3 separate regions of the Mus musculus genome follow, and all the other regions are linked to region 1. The links are chromatin contacts, called in public HiChIP or PLAC-seq and promoter capture Hi-C maps. All regions are on one chromosome and are shown on one strand. Each heading gives the region's core, a stretch centred on a gene start, on an enhancer-like site or on the middle of the called end of the contact. The rest is flanking DNA. Distances are from core to core; before and after follow the strand shown.

Region 1 (4,631 bases), core at 1,404-3,903:
ACAGAAAATGAGATTCCTGGACTTACTAAGGGGCACCCACAGGGCCATCTGTACCACTCAGAGAAAGATCTGATTTTTAAAATCATAAGATTTGACTCTTCTCAATCAATTCCCTTTAGGCTTTCATCCTTGAGGGAGTAGGGAGGGGAGAGACTTGGAATGCTGAATGGGCTTGAAAAAAACGGTGGTGCTGTTCTCATGCTAGCACATCCATGAAATGTCCATTTTTATGAAAGAATGGGGTAGAAGGTAATAGCTATCTTTCAACAAGACTGGTATTTTTTGATATTTAAACTGTGTCTTCACTTACAGTAGACAAATATTTTTTCAATGCATCTTGTACTTACTATTAATCGTGTACATACCATTAAATGGCACACAATTGCTTACACACACACACACACACACAGCTGAAGCCTATGGAATTTTAACACCAATTCAAAGCAGGTATAGCATGGAACATGGCTGCCAATAAACTTGTATCTCTATTCCAAATTCTCTCAAATTCTACTGCAGATTAGGTCATTAAAGTGTGGCTGTGCATTGTGTGTGTTTATCACAGACATATAACCCAAGCACTAGGAACAAGGCAGTGATTTTCTTTTTCCTTCAAGGAAGGCATTTAACCAATTTGATCATTTTTTACTTGACTTTATACACCTGAATTTGTAAAGTTGAACTGTGCACCTGAGTTCCCCACCCCACAGTAGCCTCTAAGCAGCTGCAGGACTGCAGGGTGCTTGCTGCGGCATCCTTTGCCGCAGAGGAGCGTGATGGTGTATACTGAAGCCCACCAGAACCAAGCAGCTGGAAAAAAAGAGATGTACATTGGCCATCTTGTTTACAACTCTCATGGATAGCCAAGACTTCAGTTTCCAAATGTGAAAATGAATGTTTCTTTAAAAATCTATCTTCCTACCGTGTTTGCTGTCTCATTGATTTTGCTTGTATCATTGGCAAAAAGTAGTATTAATAAAAGATGTAATACATCTTTCAGGACCTGAATTCATGCAAAGCACAGTATGCTTAGTGCAGCAATTACAAGAAGGATAACATTTACATTTTTTTCTATTACTTTTAAAGTAATTTTGCGTTTACTATTCTGGTTCTTAAATCACTGTGAAATTTCCCACACAAGATACAGACTCCTAAAACATAGCAAACAAATTAAAAAAAATACATATACAATGTTTTAGATCCAACAGAGAAACATCAATGATCAATTATTGATATATTTTGATCCTGTTTCATTCAATACAGAATTTCCCATGGGAGAGTTCTTCACTATGTTTTTGCAGCTAAGGTCTAGATTCCTTTTCTTTCATTTGTCTTTGAAGTTTATTTTTAAAAAGGGTTTTGGCTTTTGTTATTCACTTGTTTGGATCAAAGGGATTTTATTTGTGAAATCTATAAGAAAACAAAGACAGGCTTTATGAGCAGGTGCTGAACGAACATTTTGGAATTGCAAAGGAGGATTAAGAACTGAATTGGAGCACATGAGAATCCCCAGGTAATGAAACAAAATCACACACACACACACACACACACACACACACACACACACACACACACGACAGGTTCGTTTAGTGTCACATTCCTGCATTCATAAGCAGGTTTCCAGTGGAACCTAGCTTCAGCAATGAGCAACAAAAAGACTTTCCCACCATGTTACAATCTTTCTAAGTAATCAAGCTTTTCAGAAATGGCTTTGCAGATTCTGTCCAGATGAGTCCCAGGTAAGCATGGGGTTGCAGTCTCTTACCTGTAGATCTGTCCGAGGGATTTTCCAGCAAAATTCTTTATCCCCTCTTTCCCCGGGGCCAAAATCCTTTGTTTTACCGACTCCATTCTTGTAAAGACTGGTGTCCAGCCTTACCAGATTTAAATTGTTGTGGCTATGAAAGACGGATTCTGCGCATAGTCTTAGTTGGTTAAGGTAGAGCTTTTTCTTCTCAGCAGAGGTGAGCTTTCCAGCAAGGCTGTGAGTTGGAGAGGGGAGGGAGGGCGAGAAAGAGAGTACAACAGAATAGCTGCATGCAGCCCACGGGTTTCCTAATAGGAGAATTGGTACACACAGTCACAAAGTCTCATTGGAAGGGGAGGATCCGGTGGCCGAGGGCGCGCGCAGTGCCGTGGTATTTGGGCGGGTGCTGATGAGTCCCTGTTCTGGAAGTCACCTCACCGAAAAACAACGTAAATTCCCGGTTTTGAAGTCTTATCGCAATCAAATCCGCTGTCTTTTAATCAGATTGACCAGAAACGTCATCGAACCCTTGTGTAAGGAAAAAAGCAAAAGAACCCTACTGTCTAAAATGGTGACTTTGCTGATCAGAGCTCATAGCTCTCAGAACCCTTGGGAGCTTCCTAGGCCTCAGGTGAGCGGCTGCTGTTAGCTTCCTGCCTTAACATGGTCTCCTCCCATCGCGCCGGCGTAATTGTGCTCTGCGGCAGAGTGGCAGAGTGGAATTAAGACTGAGAATGTTAGCTGATCTTTGCGAACGTGAGTGAATAACAGACACACAGCTGTGGTTTAGGCAGCGCCGGGGGAGACCTTCCATAAAACCTGACCGCTCCCGTCAGTGCGCGCGGCGCAGTTTAGCATTTCAGGACCACGGACAGAGGAAGCTAAGGAACCTTGGCTGCTGCTTTTGGCTAACCCGCTCGCCAACTTCCTAGGGGAGCTGGGCGGATCGCCCTGACCAAGGGCCTTTCTAGGGCTCTTCAGGAACGGATGCTATGGAAACCAAGTAGGGAGATGTCATCGTCTGCAGAGTTCTCAGGAGGAAAGCTGCATTTGGCTCTGCAAGGGAGGAGGGCTTTATTAAACACTGACAAGTTACTCTGCTTGGCCACCCGTTGCCCAGCATGTACATACTAGCTCTGACAGCATGGTGAAGAAGCAACACTGCAGAAGCTTCTACTTTAGGTGTGTGGTATCCAGGTGAACACCTGGTTCCCCTCCGATATAAAGCTTATGTTTATGAGATGCATAATAATATTGCTTGTGTATTTGATTCAACCCCTAAGACGAACAAGAAAGGATGCAGAGAGAGAAATGGAAGGAGACAAAAAAAAAAAAAAAAAAAAAAGAGGTGGGACAGAGAAGGAGGAGAGACAGAGAGATAATGACAGCTGTAACATTAGTGCACTTTCCGAATAAAGGACAGGCAGTCTGAAATGAATTCTTTGGAATTCTAAGTTTCTTTAATTAACTAATGCACAACACAATACTGAATTATTTCTAATTACAGGTAAAATTTGTACCTATAACTAAGCTTGTTAGCGAAGAGTAACTGATAATGTTTTAAAAATTTATTTCAATATATTTACACTCTATTTAAATTTTATTTTTCCCTCCTTATGACACCTTTTCTTAAGAGGGAGGCTATTTTTGCCATTGTTGCTTGTTGGGTTTTGAGAGATGGTCCTACAAGGTTTTCCATCTTAGTTGTGTATAATACCATTGAACCTATATCATTAAGCAAAACAATTAAATTGTGCTGAATTAATGTGAGTTATTTCGCATGGACCACAACCCTCTTAAGATGCAGTCCAGGCAAGTGCTTACGAAACAGACTGTCCTTGAGCTACATCCCCAAGGTTAAACCTTGGATGCTAGCTAAATCAACCAGGGGAGTGCGTTTTACATAGGGACTATTGGATTACATCCCAGAGGTACGGTGCAGAGTCAAATAAGAATGTTCTCTGACGATTTCAAATGATATGTGGAAAAAAATTTCCTAAAATAGAGAGATGAAAAAAAATCACAAATAGCTAAAACCCTTTGCAATTGTTAAATCCAAATCCAAAGCCTATAAAATTGTATTTCATTAAGAAGTATGGTTGAGCAAGAATACCACGATTACATTCCTGTTATTTTGGGACATATGCATTATGTGAATGTTATATATTATATTACGTATATACTTTAAAAACCAGGAAGCCATCTTCAAAAATATCCCTGGAATGCCACAAAATTGAATGCACTTCCATAGGAGATAGAGTATAAAAGAAAAAAATATAGGGTACAAAGGAAAAAAAAAACTCATCAAATTGTTTCATTGCAAAATTTCCAGCTCCTTAGGACTTGTTTTACAAGAGCATTTGTTTATTGGTTATTTTATTTATTTATATTTCAAATGTTATCCCCCTTCCTAGTTTCCTCTCCACAACCCCCCCTATGCCCTTGCCCCTCCCCCTACCTCTATGAGGGTGCTTCCCCCCAATCCTGCTTCAGAGCCCTAGCATTCCCCTACCCTGGGTCATCCAACCTCCATAGGACCAAGGGGCTCCCCTTTCAGTGATGCCTGATAAGGCAATCCTCTGCTATATATCCAGCTGAAGCCATGGATCCCCCCAATATGTACTTTTTGGTTGATGGTTTAGCCACGGGGAGCTTTGGGGGGGGGTGATAAAAGGGCATTTTTTAAAATGCAGGTTTCCTTAGCTATTCAAGTCACTGAAATGAATTCACTTAGGAATATCAATGATTTTGGAAGTTTAGGTAAAACTGGAAGTTACATTCAATATCTGAGTCTGAGATGATGATGATGCAAAAATGATTCTCTTAAGCATTTCTTCTTAAGCTCCATCCCAGTTGACTAGAACTTAAAACCACTTAAAACCAAGAT
Region 2 (4,631 bases), core at 1,115-3,614, 340 kb before region 1:
TGACAGCCATGGCACTAGAGGGGGTTGGAATGGAATGTGCTCTTCCAGGAGTCTGGACTTGAATTTTATGGACATAACACTTACTTGAAATAGTCTGCACTCTTTTACCCACAGAAAAGATTGAAAACAATTTCCCAGCTCCATGAAAGACAAAAGACGTAAATTTCTTAGACAAAGTATGTAAAGTACTTGGAAAATCCCTAGCACAAATGGAACTAATTAAATTTTGGTTGTCTTTCCTACAGTTTCTCTATTTATTTCCTTGGATATCATTATCAAATAAAACTAAGCACAGATTTAAAACATATTCTTTATTAGTAAGAGCCTTAAAATATATTTGTTTTAACTGGGGTAAACACATTCTAGACAACTTGCTTTTCAATACAATTCTGAGTTTAAAATAATTTAAAATTTTTGTTTCAACACATAGGGTCTTTTCTAGAATGTGTTTCATTAATTCTCCACCCAAAATGACATTCTAGGAAGGGGTGGGGACCAATTCTATGGCTGAATATACTTGCAGAATGTCACCTGAGACATTCTCCCTAGAAGATTAAAGGATGTATACAGAATGCTCCAAGAAAGCCCAGGTAAAGAAATAAGTAGGAGTAAAACATTACTGCAAAAGTCCATCTGCCAGGGCTTATAGCCCAGCCCCACCATGCATCAGCTACTTGCAAAGGTTTGAAAAATGAAGACATGGAGAAGCTTAGAGACAGGACATGGTTTCATTCTGTGCCCAGGTAACATGTCACTAGGTTCCCTTTTACTCACAATCCTCCTGCCTCAATCTCACCAACACTGGGGCTACAGGCATGTGCTACCATCTTCAGATTCTCTAACTTAAAAGTCATGTCTTGTATCTAAGCTTCTCCAACTTTAAAATGGGAATGGCAACAAGATGTTTCCCAACGTGGTAAGGAATTAAAGAAAGATATGTCAAGTGTTCACAAGATACTAACACAGTCAACTATTAATATTTAGAGTCACTCTTTACTATCAATCTCTAAAGATGTCTTGACCATTTTTCCTAATGGCTAGAATACACTTTGAACAGCTCAACCTTACTGTGTTAGGGGAAGGAGTTATGATTAATTAAGAAACCTCTCATGTATATGCTTACATTATCTCAAAGCATAGGATATCTTGCTTCCATATAACATTAGAGAAATGCTGTGGTGAGAGATTATGCCCCACACACGGATAGCTTGTAACCACTTCATACACCAGCACACCTTGTTCCTACCAACTATTATCTTGGTGTATCTCCATGTTGCTAAGTTTTATAGGGATGGGACACCAGGTAGGCAAACATTAGAGATCGAAGAGATTGTAGCTATATCTCACTGGTAGGGTCTACAGAGACAAAACATAGTACTCAGAGAGAGAGAACTAATGTTTGGAAATTTCCTAGGATTAACCACCAACACAGTAAGATTTCAAAACAGAGAGGATTTCTGTTGACAATAGATTTGGAACAAGCTAGGAAACACACTGCTGGGTATGACTGTGAGGGCATTCCCACAGTGGTAAGAGCCAGCTGGAATGTAGACAGTGCTGTCCGCATAATCAAAGGTCCCAGCCCATGCCACTGCTGCCACAATGGGCCACATACCCTTAGAGTCATAAACATAATTAATTCTTCCGTTGCATTGCTTTCTGCTAGGCATCAGCAATGTAAACAACCAGAAAACAACATACCAGAGAAAAATATGTAAGAAGTTTGAAACAAGCCATAGAATCCTTCCTGGCCTAAGTAATAGCAACAGAAATGCAATACAGTTGCTTACCCTTATCTAGAAGAGGGAAACTCGGGGGGAAAAAACATTAAAATGAATAATCAGATAGTTAAATAACAACCTTCAAGGAACCTTTAATTATTTCTAAATTTATAGTTGAATCATTTGACTGAATTCTCTTAGGTCATATTTTAATCATCTTCATCATAAAATATAAAGAAAAAATTTCATGTCCATAATTATTTGTTCTTAGCAATTAAAATCTGCTTTCAATTATTACTGTTCTATTTGCATTGTAGTCACATGTTGTTTCTACATAAACTATTTCATATGACTGAAAAGTTTATTTCTTACTTGTGTATACAACCATTCCCCTAGATATAGTTGTCTTTAAAATTGTCATTTCTGGAGGCTAGAGAGATGGCTCAACAATTAAGAGCAGTGCTACTCTTCCAGAGGACTCAGGTTCAATTTCCAGTGCCTATATGGTTGTTTAACATGAATCTTAGAGGCTTTGTTTCACTCTGGGAAGGTGAAAGAAGCTGCATTCTACCATTATACCTGGTTTCCATATGTTAATGTGGCTCCACCTGGGGACACATTCCAACTCTCAGGAAGACTGCATCCTGTCACCTGATTGGGAATTCTCATACAGATTAGTGGTGCAGATGAGTTTTCAATATGGGAGGCCCCAGTGGACAGCAGGTGAAGGAAGGAAAAAAAGAACAAGAAGGAATGCAGGCAGCAGCCAGGAGCCTTCAGTTTGCATTTCAGTGAAGCATTGTCTGGTTGACTGGAAATATTAACATCTCTGTTGCTGCAGAAATTGTTAAAGAGATTTTTTTTGTCCTGACCCCCTAATTCTGAAATAAATGAGACATTTATGTTGGATGACAGTAGGTTTCTACCTTCAGAATAGATGCCAAGCTATTTTTAACGGAAAACAACAAAAACCAAAAATTTGTTTCTGAAAATACCATGTGTGTATGGAATGTTTGTGTACATAAGCACACATGTTCTAGTATATGACCACAGTGCACAGATGGCAGAGAGAAGACACAGAGGTTACAGAAAAGCCACACTGGTCTATCCTTGCCTTCTGCCTTCTTCAGCACAGATTTTCTTTTGTATATTGCTGCTGCCTAAGCAGGCTAGGTAGCCTGCAAGCATCTAGGAATTCTTGCCTCCACCAGCTGAGGTTATAGACAAGTGGTACCAAGTGCAGTTCTAGCAGGGTTCAGATGAACCGAGCTCACCATGCCTGTGTGGTAACCAGCACCCCAGTACTACTCACCAAATCAGCCTCATGGTTTTGTTCATGAAAGACACAGGGGAAAATCTTGTTTTGTGAAATTATTGTAGATCAGTTAGAGATCATATTTTTTAATTTGGGAGATGATTACTAAGATATAGACTAAAATCAGAGTCAAAAAATCACAGAGATTTGTTCCCTGTATCACATTATATTTGGTTAGAGACTAACTCATTGTCTCTAGATGCACACACATATGAACATATGTCTACGTAGCATGTATTTAAATCTGTCTTAATTGTATGCTCTCTTCTAGAAACTCACAGATAATATTTACCTTAGCAGAGAGCCTCTATGAGATACCTTCCTGGGTCTTTTTCTGAATGCCACATTCTTAGTTACCTTTTAAACAATTAGTTTGACATTATTGTTTTTGTTTCAATGTACAAAGAGAAAATATGCTCATGTAATATCTACATGACAGTACCAGTGAACTCTTACTGAACCGGACATCAAGGCTTATTTGTCTTGTATATAGGACTCTCTGAGGGCTAATTCTATCTAAGCCTGTGTTTTTATCACTGTGCTTGCTATCTTTAAGATTGAAGTCCAATGTTTTAAATTACCTGAAATAATTCTGCATAGCTCTTTGAAGTCAACAGGCTCATTAAGTCCTTGGGGAAGCAAGGCATCTCTTACAATGGGTGGATAACTGAGGATGAGTCCTGAGATAACGTGTTTCACTGTCTGTATACTATATATAACAGTATTCAAGAATGTATCCAAGAAGACAAAGCTGTATTCCATAGCTTTAGGAGGCATGATACATTTAATTTTAAGTTTAAAATTTAAAATATATTGATATAAAAGAATGCAATTAAGCCATTGGGAGTGGCCACCCACCTTCTATGTACACGGATTCCACTATCACCACTTGCTCTTTAATCCAAGTATTCAGAAACCTATAATTAAAGTATTACGTCCCATAATCAATCCAAATTCAACACCACTAAATTTCTGAGTGATCCTTACTATTTCCACACACACACACACACAGTTATAACACAAGGAGAATCCACTACAAAGGGCCCAGCCAGCCGAAGATCTAAAGCATCAGTCAAAGCACATGTGTATCAGCGGGCTATATTTAGTCTACTTGTCCAACACAGGGAGAAAATGGAGAAATGACAATATGGGTGTAGGTGGGGTGCCTCAAATTTCAATTAGTTAGTCTCCTTGAAGACATTGCCTCAGATTCCTATCACTCTATCAGGGTGGACACAGACTCACAGAACAAATATGTCTTTAAAAGCCTCTCTGTGCAGTGGGTAGCAGTTACTGCAGAGACAATTGGTCAATGTGCAGGCAGTTAGTACCTGTGCAGTGCTATGGTTACACAGTAAGTCTCTAGATCACAATTCCTGACGCCAAAGCACAGGAAGCATCACGGAAGGGGGTGGAGAGATTGTAAGATAGAGAAGGCTGCTATGAACAGTGTCTGTTGGCTACTGCTGGGCCACTGCACGCCACTCATGGATTCAGAACCTGCACTCCCTTACTTGCACAAGATCAAGCCAGTTAATGAGCCAGCCTGCACGGGGGAGGGGGAGGGGCTGAGGAGCTTTCGGTAGCTGATGGAC
Region 3 (4,631 bases), core at 1,088-3,587, 310 kb before region 1:
CTCCAGAGTCCATCTTACTTTAGTGAGGCCAGAGATTTGCTATGGAGAATGTCTGGAACCATAGATCATGGGCTCTGTGAAAAACCCTGCCCAGTCACAATGCTGCATGGAAAGAACAGAAATCACACAACAAGCACAGGCACAGAATTAAAAAGGGTGGCAGTCACATGAGTCACACAGTGCATGCTACACAGCAGACAGCAAACCCGTTTCTTGGTGGGCAGATTCGTTCTCTGAGAAACAGATGGATAGTCATTGCGCTCCAGGTCCTACAATCAGTCAACAACATGTTGATATTGACACCAGTACTGCAAGCGATCTGTGTGCTTTTAGTTTCCCTGACCCTCCCCTCTACCTCCCAGATAATAAAAATGAGTACCAACAGACAAAATCAAACATGTCACTGGGAGGAAAAGCTAACATATTCTCAACGAGTTTTCTTTTGTTAGCTGCATGTACTCCTTATAAATAAATGCATCACTATTCAGAAAAATAAACATTAAAAGCCTTAGAAAAATCACGTAAGAGCATCAGTTTATAACATATTTTTAAAGTATTTTAAACTGGGAATAAATCAAATATTTCTGACTTTAAAGTACAACAAGAGTTACATAAAAATAACCAATGTCATTTTAAAGGTGGTTAAAATATCTAAATTGACATCTGAAAACATGTCAATTACTGACGGAAGGATCATTGACAAATATAGTCTAACAATCTTTATGTAATTCTTTTGAAATAAACATAAATATTTTACTGCTTTCTAACCTGTTTTTTATTCCATGTTTTAAAATTCACTAGGATAATAAATGGAGAAGTATTTTGATACTAGGCTTATGGACGGTACATGTTTACATTCAAAGAACTATCTCTGGCACTCTATTCATGGGAAGCACAGGCACAATCATGGAGAAAGCATCCACAAAGGCCAGCCAGCATCTATGGGATGGACCAGCTAGGTTGGGGGAGCTAGCACACGGACACAGTCAGAGCTACAGCTGCACAGGGTGTGCAGAAACACAGCCTTGGTGGCAGGGCTCCTCGAAGTCCTGTCGCCTGAACTCCATAGCCTCAGAGTCAAACAGCTTCCATAATATGCTGGTGTATGAACGGTCAGTAAAGGGGCCTCTGTGTCAATCACTCTAATTCCTGCCTAAGATGCACTAAGCAAGTTCTCCATGTCTCCAACTACATGCTGTAAAACCATTTACTACCTAGCTTGCTAGCAACTGAAGACTATTAGAGCCTAACTACTCTCCATTCTTCTTTCATAGTCTGGGCATGACCTTTATTGTTACATACATATACAGCCAGATCTAATGTTCACCTCATGCCTTATATCCCCATTCCTTTCCTAGTCTCAAGAATATGAGTTTAATTTTGACATCTACAGACAATGGCAGCTTGTTGAAAATAACTTCGAATGCCAGGGATATGTATTTTTACCTTTTTAATGTCTCAGTGGACATTGGGATTTCCATCTTTTATAATTTCCTTCAGAGAAATCAGTAGAAATTTTAAAAATCCATTAATGTATACAACTTTATCTAAAGACCATGCTAAATTTCTTCAGTAATATACTCAGGAATCCTACATGCAGGTTTTTTTAACGTCTCTTTTATTATTTTGGATAATATTCACTTATTACCACTGGTGAAGTGTTGGAAACCTTGTGCCAGCATACTCTGTGATTTTATATCTCAGTTTACTTGTTAACTTAGTCTTTTATCAGTACACTACTCATGGCCTTTGTCCCAGTTTTGCTTTGCTCATTTTTGAAGCAATATTTGAGTACAGTTATATCTTATTATCTAAAAACTGACATTTGCAGGAGAAAATTCTCTCTCAGATTCTCAGAGTTAACATAGGCGAAGGGTTGTATTTCATATATATAAAGCCAGCATTTGGGAGGCTGAGACAGAAGGATCAAGAGCTCAAGGTTATTCTCAGCTACAAGGCAAGTTCAAAGCCAACTTGAGGCTCTTTGAGGCTCTGATAATAATAATAATAATAATAATAATAATAATAATGATGATAGGATGGCCTGCAGCTCACACCCTGTTTGTCCTATGTGTTGTACAATATTCTCTTCCAAGAATCAGAAATGTAACCAACATGAGAGACACCTGGAGCTGCCACACGTCCATTTCACCCTAAATGCCCCACCACTCACACTTGGGGATTTCTTGACATTTGCTGTGGTGGAGAGAGAACAGATTGAGTCAGCTGTGAGCAGTGGAGAACTTCTGAAAAATAACTGCAGTGACAGGGCTGCCGCGCAGGGCCGATCCTAGCTGCCTCCGAGAGAAGGCGGCTTCCTGTGTGCCCTCTGAGCAGCACGGACAGAAGCCTTTTCACATGGGCAGCACTGTGATCTAGTTTATCACTCACTTAAACACATCCCCCCCCCCCCTCCATCCCATCGAGGCATCTTTTTACTTTGCTTTCTGTTCAAAACACTGGTACACAAAGGATGTTTTTCACTGAGCACCACTGAAATGAAATCTTGAGGTAGGAAAAAAAGAAAGAAAGAAAAAGAAAATCCTTGCCCTAAATTCCCTTTCAAAGGTGAACGTGAAAGACATCAAGCAGAGCACACAGCACTATTGTGGAAAAGTCCAAGGCCAAGGCCAGCAGCTTGGCTCTGCTGCCTCCTCAACACAGAGCATAATAAAAACACCCAGAGAGAAAGGGCTCCTCTGGGAAATGAGATTTCTCTTTGTCCTTCCTCTTTATTGTCATTAATATCCATGGGCCCAGCTGTTTCCTTTCTCCAACTAATCCTAAATCAATGCTATAATATTGACCCTTTTTTCTGGATCCCCGGGGCCTATAATACATCTCCTTCTACCCACTCTGAGCCCCAGAAATTTCAAATATATTTTTAATTGAGCAGCAAAACAGAAAGCCTGATTATCAGGCTTAGTTTGGTACTGATCTTAAAAATAGTTTTTAAATTTGAAAAGGCTTGAAATTTTAGATGTACTGAATCTGCTTGGATATTTAAGCACCTTTTAATTTAAATTTGTATAAGATACAAAAGATATTAAAAAAACAAATGTTTAAGGAACAGACTATGAAATAAATTTTATATATAATTATCATGAACTTTCTTTTCATAATGCCACCTTCTTTTATAAACAGAAAGATATAGGATACAGGCTATCTAATTTTTCTTTACATAACTATACAGTTGCATAGCAAGGTCATGAGAAAAATTGCTTTAGTGTCTACAGTTTCAGTATAAAATGTATTATTTATGACTTGAATTGAATCGAGTGTTTCAGAACGTAAAGACAGCAAAAATGTGAATTGCAGTGGTATTTCCTGGGAGGAATCTGGCACCACATTGACTTCTGCTAAACTCTATTGAAAGTCCTATTAGTCCAGGCAACAAAATAACTCACAGACTCAGAGAAAACCAAAACAAGGCCACAGAGATATTCAGAGCTATTTGTAGCCCATTTGGTTTTTTACTGTAAGTGAAAAAAATATATAGATTTAATGGAAGTCTGTACAGTAAACAACCTTATAAATTAATGAAGATGCTAAAGCACTTTGGCCTATGCAGCCATTCTTTGCCAGTTCATAATTTGAAGCATGAGGCTAACCATCTCCATACACAGAATGCCTTTGTCACAAATGGCATTTGACTGACTATAGCTATAGAGAGACAATGTTTGTTTTCAAACCATTCTTCTCCATTTACTTCCTATATCTTAATTCCATAGCCAGAGGCACCTAAAGGTTATAACCTATTTGTAAAGTTGCAATTGAGCTGCAGGGGAGGTAGCTTCAACAGAAGCACGCACCTGTCACCAAGAATAACCAATCAACACCCACTTGTTCAATCACCCTTCAGGGAGCATCCTCTGTACGTGCCACATTACTGTGTAATTATTCTCATTCATCCTTCTTTTAAATTTAGAATAACTTCCCTTCTCTGCTGAGGAATTTCGCATTTGGTGACCATCTTTTTTACATCTCATTCCCTCACCTTGGAACAGATACAAATGAGCTTAGCATGGGAAATGTTAAGTTCCCACTGTCACTGTGAGTTGCTGGGTTTATCAGAGAAATGCTATTATCCAAAACTCAGGGACAAAGGCCCTATTAACTATTTGGAAGGTAGTTATGTGCTTATTCCCCTGAAGGATGTTTGGCTGATTTTAAGGTTAATATTTGGTATTATATGATTTGGTAAATTGATTTTTAAAGCCTTAGACAAAAAGGCCAAAGCTTTTCCTTTTCCCATTAGATGTTCGCATTATTCACTTTGTTATACTTTGCTGGGGCTGATTTAGTTCCAATATTCTCCACATTAGAATTACATTTCAGGGAACTTCTGCAGCTAGAATTACATTGCAGGGGCCTTCTGCAGCTAGAATGACATTTCAGGGGACCTCTGCAGTAAGCTTGAACATTTATTACCAGAGTGCCAGTCAGTGTGGAACCACTCACTAGTTCAATATATCATATATTTCCTTCCAAGCAATTAAGACTCTCAGTGTGTGGTCTGGAAATGGAGTTGCCAAAATTTAATCAGAAGACAAAAACCTCAGGAAACAGCAATCTGGGAAGGTATTTTCTCTGAGATGTCTGTCTTCTCTGTTACTTTAATATCCACTATG

What was found. Promoter capture Hi-C pulls out the DNA fragments that hold promoters and counts their contacts. HiChIP or PLAC-seq counts read pairs in DNA pulled down with a chosen protein or histone mark.
Region 2: an H3K4me3 HiChIP or PLAC-seq map of embryonic stem cells shows a contact between it and region 1, with 32 read pairs. The contact joins the enhancer-like site here to the promoter of Slc17a6 in region 1. A contact is called at or near these places in 23 of 39 promoter capture datasets (the 3T3-L1 cell line, 3T3-L1-derived adipocytes, the C10 cell line and 16 more), 28 of 484 Hi-C or Micro-C datasets (B cells, the C2C12 cell line, CD8 central memory T cells and 17 more), 16 of 115 datasets of contacts at active chromatin or transcription factors (the NIH/3T3 cell line, Th2 cells, craniofacial prominence and 9 more) and 4 of 9 other capture datasets (adipose tissue, liver, macrophages and 1 more).
Region 3: a contact with region 1 is called in a promoter capture Hi-C map of neural stem cells. The contact joins the enhancer-like site here to the promoter of Slc17a6 in region 1. A contact is called at or near these places in 10 of 39 promoter capture datasets (the 3T3-L1 cell line, the C10 cell line, the HPC-7 cell line and 7 more), 9 of 115 datasets of contacts at active chromatin or transcription factors (astrocytes, embryonic basal ganglia, embryonic forebrain and 6 more) and 4 of 9 other capture datasets (adipose tissue, liver, macrophages and 1 more).

What each region holds. Positions count from the first base shown.
Region 1 is chr7:51,619,852-51,624,482 of GRCm38.p6, reverse strand. Slc17a6 (solute carrier family 17 (sodium-dependent inorganic phosphate cotransporter), member 6) reads right to left here and starts at 2,653. Exons shown (of 12, transcript NM_080853.3): 1 at 1,763-2,653. The coding sequence starts at 1,848. It overlaps Gm33136 (a long non-coding RNA gene), which reads left to right and starts at 92. Exons shown (of 4, transcript XR_003946771.1): 1 at 92-1,736; 2 at 2,249-2,375.
Region 2 is chr7:51,955,699-51,960,329 of GRCm38.p6, reverse strand. All of the region lies in intron 7 of Gas2 (growth arrest specific 2), which reads right to left. Among named protein-coding and RNA genes, the nearest start is that of Svip, 48 kb to the left of the region's middle. Within about 2 kb of position 2,364, at least 7 of the 459 cell types and tissues checked have an H3K27ac peak or open chromatin away from gene starts, as enhancers often do. A contact at or near this core is called in embryonic stem cells, epiblast stem cells and stem cell-derived epiblast-like cells, where this site is marked.
Region 3 is chr7:51,927,002-51,931,632 of GRCm38.p6, reverse strand. The region is part of intron 4 of Gas2 (growth arrest specific 2); the gene reads right to left. Among named protein-coding and RNA genes, the nearest start is that of Gas2, 50 kb to the right of the region's middle. Within about 2 kb of position 2,337, at least 49 of the 459 cell types and tissues checked have an H3K27ac peak or open chromatin away from gene starts, as enhancers often do. A contact at or near this core is called in astrocytes, embryonic forebrain, forebrain and 4 more, where this site is marked.